Linked DNA regions of Mus musculus: region 1 is linked to region 2. The links are chromatin contacts, called in public Hi-C maps. All regions are on one chromosome and are shown on one strand. Each heading gives the region's core, a stretch centred on a gene start, on an enhancer-like site or on the middle of the called end of the contact. The rest is flanking DNA. Distances are from core to core; before and after follow the strand shown. Region 1 overlaps Nav3 (neuron navigator 3). Region 2 overlaps Syt1 (synaptotagmin I).

Region 1 (7,568 bases), core at 1,390-3,889, 870 kb before region 2:
GATAGGAGCCCATGTTGACCTCCCTTGTCTGGATTGAACCTGTGCAGACCCTGTGCATGCTGCTCCAGTAGCTCTGAGTTCACATGTGTGTCAGTCCTGCTGGGTCTTGGAGTCATATATCACCTCTGGCTCTCATAATCTTTCTGCCTCCTCTTCTCCTCCGATCACTGAAACTTAAGAGAATTTTGATGAAAATAACTATTTAGGACCAAGTGCTCAAAAGTCTCTCACGCTCAGCCGATTATTCTGCTGTGGGTTTCTGTGCTAATTCCCATCTACCACAGGAATCTTCTCTTATGAGGATTGAGTAGGGGACTAATATATGAATATAGCCACTAGGGGGCCATTTTATTGCTATGATTATTATGGCCCTAGGCCCATGATAGTCACAGGTTCTTGGCCATTTTAACAGTGTCGGGTCTGGCTTCCATCTGATGGAGTGGTGATCCCACGATCTAATTTTAAGAAGTGGTTGGTTATTCCTATAGCATCTGTACCACTATTGCATTAGTCTGTCTTACAGGCCCATCACTGTTATAGATCACAAGATTTGTAGCTGGATGATATTGATGATTGCTTTTCTCTTGTGACCATATGCAGAGAAATTGTATAACCGTTCACCATTTCTGCATCAAGATATGCATCACCCCCTTTTCTCACTTCTCTTGATATTGATCACTGTTTCTTAAAACAAAAGGTATTGTGTAGGAGGGGAAAACACATTTAATGGCTCATGTCCAAAATGTCCTTTCACCCTCAGAAAGCATTCAAATTGTCCAGCTCCAAGAATAAGAGACCTGTTTTTTAAGGGAAGCATCAATGTAGAATATTTGGCATCTACAGGACTAGATTCTCTTCAGACCAGGAATATACTTGCAGAAGTAATTTCATATGCTTGTAATGTTTACCATATCACTGTTTGTGATTCCTGGTAACATGAGATGTGATGGACTAAAATGCTAAATATGATATGATATTAACTTATCTGTGATATTAAAGTGAAATTCCATATTAAGAAAACCACTTCACCTTTATTTTGTTGTGTTTCTCTTTTAGTGAAGTGTCCTATATTCTCCCTTATTTTATAGTTTGGATACTTACAAAACCTTTCTGCTCAGAGCTAAGTCAGTGAATATAGGTCATTCTAGGAAGCATTACCTAGGAATTATCTATTCTCCATTAAGGTCCCATCCCATAAAATTATTTCTTACTGTGCATGGTGATACCTGCTTATAATTCCTGCACTCTAGAACCTGAGGCAAGATAATCACATATTTGAGCACAGCCTTGGTTGCATGATAATATCCTATCTCAAGAAGAAAAAAAAGTTTTCAAATATTGACTCATTGAGTATTTAAATCAAGGTTTTGTATATTATAAGATATACTATACTTTTGAAAAGTCTTACAAAATATAGAAAACTAAAATATATGTGTTATGCATCTGAGATTTTCAGAAAAATTGCAAGGTGAATCATTTGCATTAAAAAAATCAAGAAAAGTTTGTAGATGTTATTTATGAATTTTAAAATGTTATTTTATGCTTGAGTATTTATCACAGTAATGTTTTAGAAGGAACAGACTCCACAGAGGCAGTGAACTATTTCATGAGTCCTACAGGGCTTACAAGGTGAACCAATTATATAGTTTGATGAGCAGGTTTTATTTCCCAACATGGAAGTTTTAGAAATTCAGTCCTCTCTCCATAAGTAGCACTTGTGAGCCATGATATAGCTGGCATCCACCTCTCTTTAAGGAGTTGTTAGTGAGTCATCTGTGTTTGCTATACTTAGTTTCTTGTAATAAAGCCTTCGCTTTAATGGCTCATTGAGTATATTGGACTTTTTAATTGCACAGCAAATCCATAAGCTACGGAGAGAACTGGTTGCCTCCCAGGAGAAAGTCGCTACCCTCACGTCTCAGCTGTCAGCAAATGTAAGTTGCCTTTTATCGTTTAAAGACATCAGAACAAAGTTTTGCCTCATTAGAGGGAATGGTCTTATCAACAAAGTTGAAGCGTCCAGAGTTATGCAATGTAAGGTCCTGGAAAGGAGAATTCATATGAAGGTGAAACTTTCTTCCCACTCACTAATAGACTACAAATCCAAACGGATGAGTGACAGCATGGTAAAACAAAGCAAAATAAAGAAACAAACGAACAACAACAACAACAGACAGTGCCTACGTTAGAAAATTACAAACTAAAGTAAGGACTACACATGTTACCTCTCTTCTTACTTTGTCTTACATTCGCCATTTCACATGCAGGAAATTTTCCTAAGCCAAACTTTCATAAGGGCTGTCGATATTTGACTTTGGAAGTCATAATATTCTTGTGCCCTGTCTCTTTCAGCAATTCACGGAGCCTATAATATAGTCTAAAATCAAATAACTCTAAAAACAATGGTTTGGCTCCATTGTACATTAAAGGCAGCTCTCTCAAAATACATTGGCTGCCTTCTTAGAGCAGCTTAGAAGAATCCACATTTGCTGGCAGGAAAGCAACTTACATTTGTGAAAACAGAAACAACAAAGACTACCAATTACATTAACCTTTTTCTATTGAATGTCTTTCCCCACTCTCAGGAGGATTTGGCATAGCGCAGCTATGACACAGGAGAGCATGTGGCATTGTGCCCAGTCCTAAGGAGCAATATGTGAGAGGCACTGCAGCAGGTGTCAAACCCCTGTGACGCTGCCATATGCCCTCTATCTTCTTAGCTCACTCCTGCTGGGTGGCTTTGGACTTCTCCCTCTCTTACCACTGTTGCATCTTTGCTCCTCCAAGGAGATTATTTTTCCCCTCCTAGACAAAGCATGGCATATCAAAACTGAACAGGTGCAGGCCCATAGTGTATGACCTTGTGATATGAATCCACAGGAAATAAGTCACTTCACTCACAGTGAATTGATTTTTAGCTCTGTGTCTGAGTTAACATTTCGTTTTAACTTCAGGGAAATGATATTGATGTGAGATAAACTATTACTGTTCTTAAAGCTTGTTAGGAGATGCCTAACAATTAGAATACATTTCTTTTTTCTTGCTAGAAAATAACATTTTTTTTATCCACTGTGATTCTCTAACTTTAAATATTAAAGAGATAGTTTTGAGACAATTGTAAATTTTGTGCTCTAGCTGTGGGGCTACAGAACTGCTTAGTTTCTGGACTTGTTCGCAGAGGACAAGGATCAGTATAAAAGCCACAGGCACACTGGATTGCATTTATCTTCAGTGAGGAAGTTTCACCAACCAGTTCATCCATCTGTGGTGATCACGGTTTATTGCTGTATCTTTGTCTGCTTTTGTGATACTCCGGATGGATACGCCAGGCAAACATCTTATGGCCTGAGCTACATTCAGTCCTAGAGGTTTTGTTTCGTTTGGTTTAGCTTTGTTGTTGTTGTTGTTGTTTTGTTTTGTTTTGTTTTGTTTTTTCAATTTCTATCTGTAAATAAAGACAGATCTTTTAATTAAAAGTCATATAGCCTATGACCTGAACTCCAAGCTATGTTACTCTTTACTTATGAACTTATTCAGATAGTAAGTAAACTGTGTGTTTGGTTAAATATGGAGAAATCCACAGGGAGGTTTGTTATATGAACGTGTAGTCTGCATCCTTCCCAGACACAGGTTTTGATGAGTATTTGTCAATTAAGGATCATTAAGAAACATTCACTTCCTCTGAGTCTATGACCACCCGTGTTAGATCCTAATGACATCACCTGATTAACTTCATTTTTGTGATTTTTGTGTTCCATGCTGGGACTTGACATTAATAAATCTTTTTCAACTTGTTCTGTGACTGTTCGATGGAGCAGAGTGATAAATCAGGAAGGTGTCCCAGGGGGCACTCTTCTCATTTGATGAGCAGAATAAAGTCCCAGCCGGTGCAGCAGTCACACAGTAGGCCTTCACTCCTTACAGACTTGCTCTGAAAGCAGTTGCACTGAGCCACAAGGGACTGTAAAGAAAGCTTATTCTGCTAGAGCAGCTCAGAAGAGAGCAAGGTCACTATGGCAAATGCTCTCTCTTGGCCTCCTCTGAGTCATTATCCCTCCAGCAAATAGAAGAAAGCAAAGGAAGATCCCTGCCAGCTCCGAGCTGATGCACAGGGTCGCATGTATAAGCCAGATACCTAGGGAACTCTCTCACACATATTCATGCCAAGTAGGATGGATGCTTTCTCTTTCTCTCTATTTCCTTCTTGGGCATGACAAGTCTCGGCCCTTAGAAAATTCTGAAACATGAAACAAAACCCACTATTGCTGACATTTTTCAAAGGCACTCCCAAGGGAGTGTGCAATGAAACAAAAGGTAATTTTGTCTTCGGGAAATAAATATTTTTAACTAAACGTTTCTTAGCTCCAATATTTTCTGAGATTGTGCTCCATTCGTTTGCTCTTTTCAATGTATTTTCATGTATAATCCAGCAGTTTCTTCTGCTTTTCTCTCAACTTCCTTGTACTATCTGTACCTATTAAAGGTAGCAAACACTGTTTAGAGATTCTGTACAGTAGCAGAGAACTACAATACTTTGCATATGATTAAGACTAGAACTTACTTCAACTATACTTCTCAAATGCAATCCTTAAATGCATAATACATTATATATATTTAGATCTATATATAACAAACTGTTATTTCATTCTATGGCAATATGTGCAATGTAGTCTTTATATATAATAGCATTTTATCTTGCTGTTAAAATCACAGTCATTTTCTTTGTGTGAATCACATTATATAGTATAATTCCAGGCCCGTTATAAAAAGCAGCTCTTCTTAACCATCAGTTAAGCATCTCTGTTTTAGTGCCTGGCCAGGCTTCCTCTCACAAGACTTTGTACTAATCTCATATTAATACATTGTACTCTATTTTGGAAAATATGCAACTGCTAAAAACGGTTACAATCCTATAACCTCTGCCATCACCGTGAAAATTCTATTTTTTTTTCCTAAAAGTTACAAAGTTTCACATACAGGGTAATAAAAATATGATCGTTGATAAAAAAAAAAGTTCCCCCTTTACCGCTTTGTTCCTCTCATTCTTTGTATTTAGTGAGAAATTTAACAGTCATTGCTTTTGACTTTACAAAGTTAATCTCATAAACTAAACCAAGAAGATGTAAATATAAAATGATAGTTTTCTAATACAATGTTAACTTTATATTTTCCATTGGAAATAACATGAATCAAAATGATATTTAACAATTTAATGAAAAAATAGTAAAAAAAATGCACATTTATAGAGATTAGAAATTTATATTTATCTTAGGTAGGGTTGCTTCAGTGAAACACCAAAAAGCAAGTTGGGGAGGAAAGGGTTTAATTGGCTTACATATCTACATTGCTGTTCACCATTGAAGGAAGTCAGGACAGGAAGTCAAACAAGCAGGAACCTGAGGCAGGAGCTGATGCAGAGGCCATGGAGAGGTGCTGCTTACTGGATTGCTCCTCATGGCTTGCTCAACCCTCTTTTTTATAGAACTCGGGACCACCAGCTCAGGGAGTTGGGCCTTCCTCTTCAATCACCAATTAAGAAAATGTCCTACAGACCTGTTGTCTGCCAGATCTTACACAGTCATCTTCTTACTTGAGTTTCCCTCCTTTCAGAAGGTTCTGGCTTATGTCAAGTTGATGTAGACTATTCAACACAATAGTCTAATGTTAAATATTTTATCATTTCTTAGTGCTACAAGATATAACCAATATATTTTATGCACACGATCTATTCTTTATAACATTTTCATATTTTAAATTCCTATTAAATTGACTAAATATATAATAATTATAAAATCATTTTCTTCAAATGTATCCACTAAGGGCCCCACTGCCCAATAATTAAACATTTGCTTTCTCTACTTTTTGAGAAGTAAAATATCACAGTGTTCAGGATTATTTTCTAAATCAAATAGAAGTCTTTTCTTCCAAATGTGTTCCCTATGTGGGGCATGGGACAAGCCTAGTTTTAGGATTTGACACCTTGTTTTATGGACCTTGAGGGATTATTTTGAAAAGACAAAATTGTAATCAATACAAAGGGCCATCATGGGCAAATAAACTGTAAATTCACAAAGAAAAAGGGTTAATTTCTAATGTAATATTAAAAAGAAAAAGTCATAAAAGCTATATGATAATACTTGGGTTCTTTAAAATTGGTCAGATTAAAACATAGTGCTTAATAATACAAACTTGGATGTAAAATCTATCAAGAAACAAGCCAGCATAGAAGCAACCTAATGCTTACACAGGAAAGGAAAGACCCCAGTACCTGATGAAGACAATAAAGAGTATCCACCGAGAGTTGATGTTTGGCAGTGTTCTCTGTCACTGCTTTCCCATACTGTTGTATTAGTGAAGAGCAGCTCGTTGATGAGCCTCAGGAGTGAAGGTGCCAATGCTAATAAGCATCAGAACCCTGATTCTTTAGGAGATTTTCATTACCCATTTGATAGGAGGTACCTCACCCTTTCAGCCCCCTCTAGAGCAACTTTGCCTTCTGGAAAAAAAAAGATCAAACTTTTGTCAAAAAGTTTGACAAGAATTGACCAGGTTCTATCCAGATCTTTTCTGTTATATGTTAAGATTAGAAAATACTCAATCTTTCAGTCGCTTTAGGGGCACAACAAATTATATTAGTATGAGGTAGTATGCCTGCAGTTGTCCCTGAAGCCACAGGAATGAATGAGACACCTCTTCATACTGAGAATTTGTATGCCATGCTATTGAACACAGTAGGAAATGACCTAGTTTACAGATGTACCATCAGCCATTCCAAATCATAAGTGTGATGGTTATACACTACAATAAATGCACTTCTCTAAAATTTAAAATAAAATCCCTCAATCCATCAAAGCTTAATGTTGAATTTGACCATATGCATTTCTGCTGGCCAGCTCTTATTTCTTAAATTGAAGGACATCGAAAGTTGTGGGTGGCTGGAAACATTCTTTTATTACAGAGATTTTAGAGTGAAGACAACTCTTTCCCAGGCAGTTCTTTGTAAGTAGCAAAAGAGAAAAGATAATGTTCTAGCTGTCAGCAGATGTCTGACACTTGAAGGAGAACATCCACACAATAGAAGAGCTAACAATATCTTCAAAGGTCATCATGGAAGTCGAAAAATGAGGAGCACTTGTCCACGGACTATTTCAGTGACCTCCTTTTGGGCTCTTTCTTTCTTAAAACTTGGCAGCTGGGAAATTTGTTCGGTATTTTGGGTGTCAGATCACTGCGTGATGTGCAAGTCAGAAGGTGTTGTTATTTGCAAAATACCATCCCCTTTTGGAAGGCCAGTTCACATTAAATGTCAAAAGACTGACACGCTTGAGTTTAGGAAACCGAAGTTTAGAAGTGGGAAATGCAGATACGTGTTAAAGGAGCATCTCCCCTGGGAAATAGCTGTGATGGTCACATGGCAGAAAACGCTAGAACAGCTGAAACTAAGCACTTTTTAAAATGAAGGGGCTTTATCTTATCCACATGAGATTCTGACACATTTTAACCATCTATCTTCTATTTTTTTTTCCTTTCAGGCTCACCTTGTAGCAGCTTTTGAAAAGAGTTTAGGG
Region 2 (7,525 bases), core at 235-2,734:
CATGATTGTAACATGTTTGGAGCTGTTGGTGATATAACATACCTTTGTCCACCCGTGAGTCTGAGCAACAGCTATCTCATCTTATATAATCCTGTTGGTACCAACTAATTTCTACAAAAAAGAAGGGGGGGGGCTTGGAATCAGATTCAACCTAATTTTGTTTTCATTTTGTCATTTTGAATCATCACTTCTTTCATAGGATTAATTTCTCTTTTTTTTCCATTTTAAACTAACAGTTGTCAGCATCTTGAAGGATATCCACTATCGAGAGAACCTGTCATGAGCAAGAGTCATAATAAAACAGGGGTGGAGGTATAGATATGTGGTACTATGTTTGCCCTGCATGGGTGAGATCCGAGGTTTAGCACATAGGACAAAAATTTAAAAATAAAGTCATAATAAAATTGTTAGCCTGCATTGTTAGAGAAACATTTTTGATAGAACACCATTTTCAGTATCTCCAAATGGATAATGGTCCTGCTTATCAGAATGTAATATTTTAGTGCATGTAATGCATATATGTGCATATATATATATATATATATATATATATATATATATATATATATACTTATGCATGTTTGACTTTTAGATATTGGTGATGCAAATGTATGCTAAAAATAAATGAATGTCTGAGAGTAAAACAGTTACAAACTTGCCTGGTTTTGGTCCCCAAACTGCCAGTTAAATAAAGAAATATCATAAAGATGATGCTAACTTCTGTCATGTATTTCAGCTAATTCTCCTTTCTCTTATATTCTTAACAAATTTCATGATTTGGCTATAATGGGCCTCCGTTTCATGATTATTTAGATGAGAGCTGTAAAATATTAAGCTGTACACAAAATTTGCCATCACTGTTATAGTAACATATATTAACATAAGTCAATGTATGAAGTTTCAATAGTATATTATGCTTAAGATATGTTTTGCTGCTAGCTGAAGGCTAAAGATAATAGAGATTTGATACTGCTATTGGTTTTGAATCGTGCATTAGACTAGCAGGGATTCTTGATAAATACAGGATAAGAAAGGAATGTGGCATGATTCTATTTGTGAGGAGACCCCAGGTCATCTTCCCAATGTTTCTATTTCTAGTTTCTCTAAGCTCCTTTTCTTGTTTTGCTCTGTGACACCATTATAGTGCTACACATATTATTTCTGTGGTTAGATTTAAGGAACTGGAGCAGTCAGGTGTTCAGGAGCATCCAATTTTACAGTTATAAGTAATAAACACAACTGACCCTAAAATCCTTTCCTTTGAAGAGTGACACTAGCTTGGAGAAAAAGAGTGCATGTAATGTCAGACTTTCAAACGCTTGTACAAACCATGATAGTTTACTGTTTGTGAAAAGAAACCCCATGAAGTCATTGGAAAGTATCCAGAAGCCCTAGAGAGGCCCTCAGAGAAAACCTCCTGGCTATGTGATCACAACCAAGCTTTCTGGCAGCCCTCTGAGTCCTAACAAACAGTGAGCCCTTTCCACGAAGGTGCTAATTTTATCTGCCCTACATTCCATTCCAAGTCTTCTCATGCAGGCAAGTGGTGACCACATATGAAGATGACTTACATAAGCATAGAAATTAAAGCAGTATTTACATGTATCATCCAGGGGTTCGCTCCAGAGTTGCTAGTGCAGCAGTAGTGCCAACAGGTAATACCTGTTCGTCTAAACTTGCCAAGGCCAAAGGTTGCCTATAAACCAGAAATGATTTCCTGAATGCCACATAGTTGTAACATACAGTGAGGATAGCAAGAGAACGCAGAAGTGATACTCTCCTCTCGTGATGCCTAGGTGATAAATTTATCTATAGAGAAGCCAGCTGTCTTCCTATGACTGACTGGTAGCAGTTCAGGCCCATTGGTTTGGCTGTTCATGTCATTCGGCTATTAGGAAGGATGAGCAATATTTGTTGCCCTCTTCCGAGTGACCCTGGAATGGCATCCATTCCATTTTGTATATTTCTATGCCTATGTCTTCTGGTATGTTGCTATATGTTGCTTTTTTGAGCACAGAGGGGTATCAGAAATGTTCTATGGTAAGATTAGGAGATAAAGAAAGGTATTGTGAGAAACCTCCAGCTTATCACTTAATAGGGATGATGTATTGGAAGATGAGGAGGACCAGGCGACAAAGTCCTCATTTTCTCCATGATGATGAATGTCAAAATTGATGGTGATATTATCTTGGTTAGTTTCTTTAAAGTCCAGTTATAGGTGGTTAAAATGTGTTTCAGAAACAAGTGAAGTCAATTAATTAATAGTTCCTGACATTTCGTTATTTGGTACATTTTTAGAGCCACCAGGACAGTTCTATAAAGAAAAGAAGTAATTTGCATCCACACAAATGTATCCCTAGCTCCTGGGCGCATTAACATTTCAGCTTGTGAAATTTTTGAGCATTTTCAGCCTGAGATTATTCATGGTTACCTTGTTGGCCATTTTTCAGCAAAAGGGCTGTCGCTACTGACAGCCTGGCAGGAAGCCAAGGGGAACTGGCCTGGGAAGAGATTCAAGCTCCTCCTCCATAGGTGAGGAGAAATCCGGTGACTAAAGATAACTATGATTTAAACTCAACTACAGTTCGCAGGCCTTCTCCAATCTCTCCTGCTCTGCAATGCCGCTGTAATTACTCTGGGCTATGTTGACCTCTCTGCACTTCGTGGCTCATCATTTATGCAGGAAGGCTTGAAATTAAGATGTTCTCTGTAAGGCCATGTGTAAGTTCATTCGTTAGCTCATGAAAACTATTTTCCCAGGAGTGAAAAAAAAATATGTTTTATGTAGTTGTATTTTGGGCATATATATAGTTTCATTATTACTATTAGATTATTTTCTATAGCAGTCTATACGATTTTTAAACATCATGTAGCAGAAATAAACAGCAGAACCTTGGTGTGTTTTGCGGGAGAGTTATGTCCCAATAACTAGAATTCCTTCTGTTAACGAGTAGGTCATTTGAACTCAGGAAGTAGTACAAGGCTGAGAATGGAAAGGAAAAATTAGATAATACCGATACATCTTGTGATCTTCAATGACACATTGAAGATAGTCTTACACATCACTTGTCAAGAAAAGGCTCTAGAATCAGAAGATGAATAGACAGTATAAAAGCTTAATTCTTATTAGACATTTCTGTGCAAAGGGTCATTAAAGACAGGCTGAGTACAGTTTAATGATACAACAGTTCCCTATATTGCACGGGATTGTTGTATAGACATCTGTTCGTCCAATATAGGACAAGGACAACCAGGCAAACATACAATTCTATTCAAGTCCACCATTGAGGAATGATATTGATTGGGATTTCCCTAGGAGCATGAGTTAGGGGTACTTTATGCATGGCTACACCACTAAAGAAAAAAAGTCCCCTTCTCCCCACCAATGACTGTTTGCAAATCCTTAGGGAGGGAGACCGCCTTGTGAGCTCCCTAATAATGAAAAGTTAATAGATCCAGTCCTGTGAAGATTTTCTCCAGGCAATCATAGCTGCTGTTTGAGGACAATAGGCATGCCATGCCCAGAGAGCAACGTTTCGTAATTCTACCCTTCCTTCTGACTCTTACCATCTCTTGTCATCCTCTCCTACAATATTCCGAGTCTAGGGAGAGGTGGTGTAGATGGCCAAATTTAAGATTATCAGTCAACACCAACTTCTCCTCAATACTTGGAGGTATTGTGGGTTTCAGCAGTAACTGCCACACACTACAAAAATAAATAATTAATTTAAAGAGAGAGAGAGAGAGAGAGAGAGAGAGAGAGAGAGAGAGAGAGAGAGAAGAGAGAGAGAGAGAGAGAACCTTCTCTGACCAAAGCTGGCAGCAGCAATAATCTATGGGTAAAACCAAAAAGGTTTGGTAGTAAATTTTGTCAGCCATTCATATCTACCTAGCAGACAAACAGCAATATCTTCTCCATTAGAGCCTCTGAGCTTCATAGCCACAGATTTTTTTTGAGTGGCTTATCCTATAACACTAGACATGAATTCTCTCTTGTGGAGTCCATCTTAAAAGCAATCAGAAAGAAGATGGCTACCTCCATCACTGTCACGGCACCCTTATATGAATCAGTACATCTTGCTTGGTGTGTTCATAGCATGGTACGAAAGGTTCACAGCCAAGTAGGACATTTGGTGTCCTTCTTCATCACTGCCCAGTGCCTTCTGGCACTACAAAAGCCAGCCAGTAGAGAAAGAACTTCCTGCTTATTCCCAGTCTGATTCCTTCATGTCCTGTAACCTAAGCATTGAGCATCTTTAGGCGTGGGGTCTTATCATTTACTTCTGGCACGCAGGCAATAACTGTGGCAATAGCCTTAATTATCTTAGGAGCCTCTCAAGCCTCAGTGGCCAACAACCTGTAGGAAGATTAAGTAACCCCTGGTAGGCACCAGGATATTCATTTAGTAGGCTGTTGGCTTATGAGAACATCCTGTTCCATACACCTTTGACTTTCACTCAAACTTTTTGGCCACTGTTTAAGGTTTATGAACACAGGGTATTGGAATATTTTTTCCATTGAAGTTGTGGTATATCATCTATTTCTTAAAGAATCATAATATTTTGAAGAGTTTTTTAATATGTCTGGCTCTTGAACCCTGTGTTGCTAGATTTCCCATGATTACTCTCTTAATTGTGTTTACCTTATGGTCAAATGCTTCTCTAAGTCAGTAAAACACTCAGAGTTAGCATTGAATCATCTACTTAAATATTTCTGTAAAGGCTGGGCAGGGTCTTTGAAGACCCACTATCCATCATTGCAGGCAATAGACAATTGAGCTCAGTAGTCTGCAGCTAAGAGGATATCACAGAAAAAATAATGACAATGTTCACTGTATTCTGGAATGTTGAAATTGAATTTATCAATCTTTTTAAAAAAAAAAAGATCAGTGATGGGTATGTCAGTTATTAGTGTAAATGAGAAGACCCCATCTAAGCTCTCAAAAATCCAGTCATTTCCCATGATTCATGACATCTACTCATCCTTGGATGATACCATAAGGCTCATCTCATTATCCCAACTCCAACATGCTGAGCAGGGTCATTCTAGCTTTTCATTCAATGGCTGGCCTAGGAAAGGAAAGCACAGCTATGTTCTAGCTTGCTGCATTCTAATAGATTCCCTGGTTCTGAGAGACCCAGGGCCTGAGAGAGCTTGGTGCTACATTCCCATTGGTCAAACCTGTCTGGAGAGAGGACTCTAAGTTATGTGACCAATTTCCATCCCTAGTATTCCCTCTTACAGGAGAGAAATGCACAGAACCAACTCTGGGGATTGACTGCCCATTCCTGGGGTAGTCTTAATCTTTTACAACTTCATTATTTTATCATCCATACATTCATTAAATTTTTAATCAGACTTAAAGCATCCCTTAGGCTCATAGTGTGATTTTGGCTTCTGTTGGGTTTTTTTGTTTGTTTGTTTGTTTTTGTTTGTTTGTTTGTTTTTCCTTCAGAACTCAAGATCAGCACACATCTTAACAACAATGGCTTTTGAAAACCAAGCCAGTCTCCCTTGTCTGTATTTTTTGCTTCTTGTCCACTGCTTTAGCAGTTTTACAAACCTGATTACTGTATCAGTCTAAATCATGCAGATCTGCCCAAGTGTCTCTTGTATCTCACTCACAAAGATAATGTTCCACATGAGGTTCAATGACGCCAACAATACCCCATTCCACTCCTGCCATCCTTGATGATTAAGACTTTCTCAGCTCTTCTATGAATACAGTCCTATCTAACACAGCGAACCAGGTATCCGACACTGCCTCTCTCATGCCTGGTCCTCTTAATAATAATGCTTGTTCTTTCTCATGGTGCTTTCAGTCCATGATACTCATGGAGAACTCACCAGGAAAGGTGTCTGTTTACTCCATATGGGGCACCAGAAGCCAACTGAAAAATTGGTTCCACTGAAGTCTAGCTTGATGAAACAATGAGTTTATTATGGCCAATTAAAGGAACAGGGATAACCAATGGGTAACTAAACCCCATTGCCTCCCCCTAGCAACAGTTACCTATGGATAAGTCCTTGGAGGATGTTGCCTCATGAGCTCTCCTAGTAACTGTTACATGTCTATAACTACCTGGAGAAAGTGTGGCCTCAGAGGCAACTATTCTTTCTATGACAGAAAATTAATATTGTCACTCAGGTTGTCACTGTCAAGTCTTGCTAACAGGACAGTATCTACAATAAAAGCCCTGGATTCACACCCTATCACCGAAAGAAAAAAGAAAAATCAGAACTCTGAGAATAGGCAGAGGTGGGAATGTTTCTGGATAAAAAAGCTTGGGGAATGACTCTTTTATTTATTTTATATTCTCCTAAGAGGTACTTCCTGAATGAGAGGCATTTTTATGGGAGCATTGGCTATACAGTAATAAAAATGTTAACCAGTATGTCTATACTTTTGGAAGTTACACTTTATGGAATACAAAGAGAGAATACACCTGCAGGCCTATAGGGATTACTGTGTGGCAAAGTCCCCAAAAAGACAGACACAGATTAATGTGCAGTAAATTGGGGTTTTATGGCCTATTTCTGTAAAGGAGAGTAAGAGAAGGGCTTGCTCTCTCTGAGATGGTGACCTCTGAGTCGGAGGCTAAGAGAAGTAGCCATCCTGGTTTATCTGAAGGAAGGGGGTGGAGGGTTCTTCATGAATAAAGCTCTTAAGGCAGGGTTGACTGTGTTCTAGTGTAGAGACAAGAGTATACCCAGATCTTAGTTAAAAGAGAGAGAATATTAGGTGGTAAAGAATCCTGTAAGCAGTGATAAGGGCTTAAGGGTGCTTTAACCAGAGAAAAATCATGAATCTAGAGTAGATTTGAGAAGCTTGCCCTAAGTATTGGGCAGAATATTGTTAGGAGAAAAGAGCAAAGAAGGTGAAGCCCTCATTCATAATCATCTTTATGTTCTGACTTGGATGAAGTGTAATAGAGCCGTAGGGGGTGGAGAGGTAATGAGGTTCCAGTGCCTGTGTGGTAGACTAGGAATGGCTTGTCCATGTAGAGGTAGAAATTACAAAGGAGCATCCCAGATCCTGGCCTAGGCAGAAGACTGAGGCTTCAAAGACTCTTTCCAACTAACTCTTACTGTAGATTTTCCTAGCTTCATTCTCCTAGACAGTGTCCTGGTGATCTCGTGTCCCAATGTTTCCTGGGTCTGAGGAAGCCGGGAGGACAACAGCAAAGCCATAAACAATACCAGCTCTCTACCAGCTTAAAAAAAAGGAAACACTGTTCAAGGGCATTTTATTTCATAGGAAAAACATTGTGAGTTTTTTTTTTTGTTTTTTTGGTTTTGTTTGTTTGTTTGTTTTTAGTAGACTTCAGCTTTGTTCTAAATACGTTCCCATGATGGCTTGGAACATTACTATTCCATCCACAGACCTTTCATCAAATTTCAAATCCAGTTGTCACTTTCATTAAATGTTTATCTTGTTCTCAGATGCCTCTCTCATTATCATGTGACAACTTCTATAGTCTATTGTAATGCTTGTGAAATTGAACATAGTATTATAAAAGCTTTG

Evidence for each region. Hi-C and Micro-C count contacts between places; a contact is called where the count stands out from the background.
Region 1: a Hi-C map of cerebellum shows a contact between it and region 2, with 3 times the contacts expected there. The contact joins two enhancer-like sites. A contact is called at or near these places in 2 of 484 Hi-C or Micro-C datasets (cerebellar granule neurons and cerebellum).

The regions. Positions count from the first base shown.
Region 1 is chr10:109,736,967-109,744,534 of GRCm38.p6, reverse strand. It overlaps Nav3 (neuron navigator 3), which reads left to right. Exons shown (of 38, transcript NM_001368815.1): 22 at 1,857-1,934; 23 at 7,533-7,568. Among named protein-coding and RNA genes, the nearest start is that of Gm40757, 140 kb to the right of the region's middle. Within about 2 kb of position 2,639, at least 7 of the 459 cell types and tissues checked have an H3K27ac peak or open chromatin away from gene starts, as enhancers often do. A contact at or near this core is called in cerebellar granule neurons and cerebellum, where this site is marked.
Region 2 is chr10:108,862,385-108,869,909 of GRCm38.p6, reverse strand. All of the region lies in intron 2 of Syt1 (synaptotagmin I), which reads left to right. Among named protein-coding and RNA genes, the nearest start is that of Syt1, 140 kb to the left of the region's middle. Within about 2 kb of position 1,484, at least 8 of the 459 cell types and tissues checked have an H3K27ac peak or open chromatin away from gene starts, as enhancers often do. A contact at or near this core is called in cerebellar granule neurons and cerebellum, where this site is marked.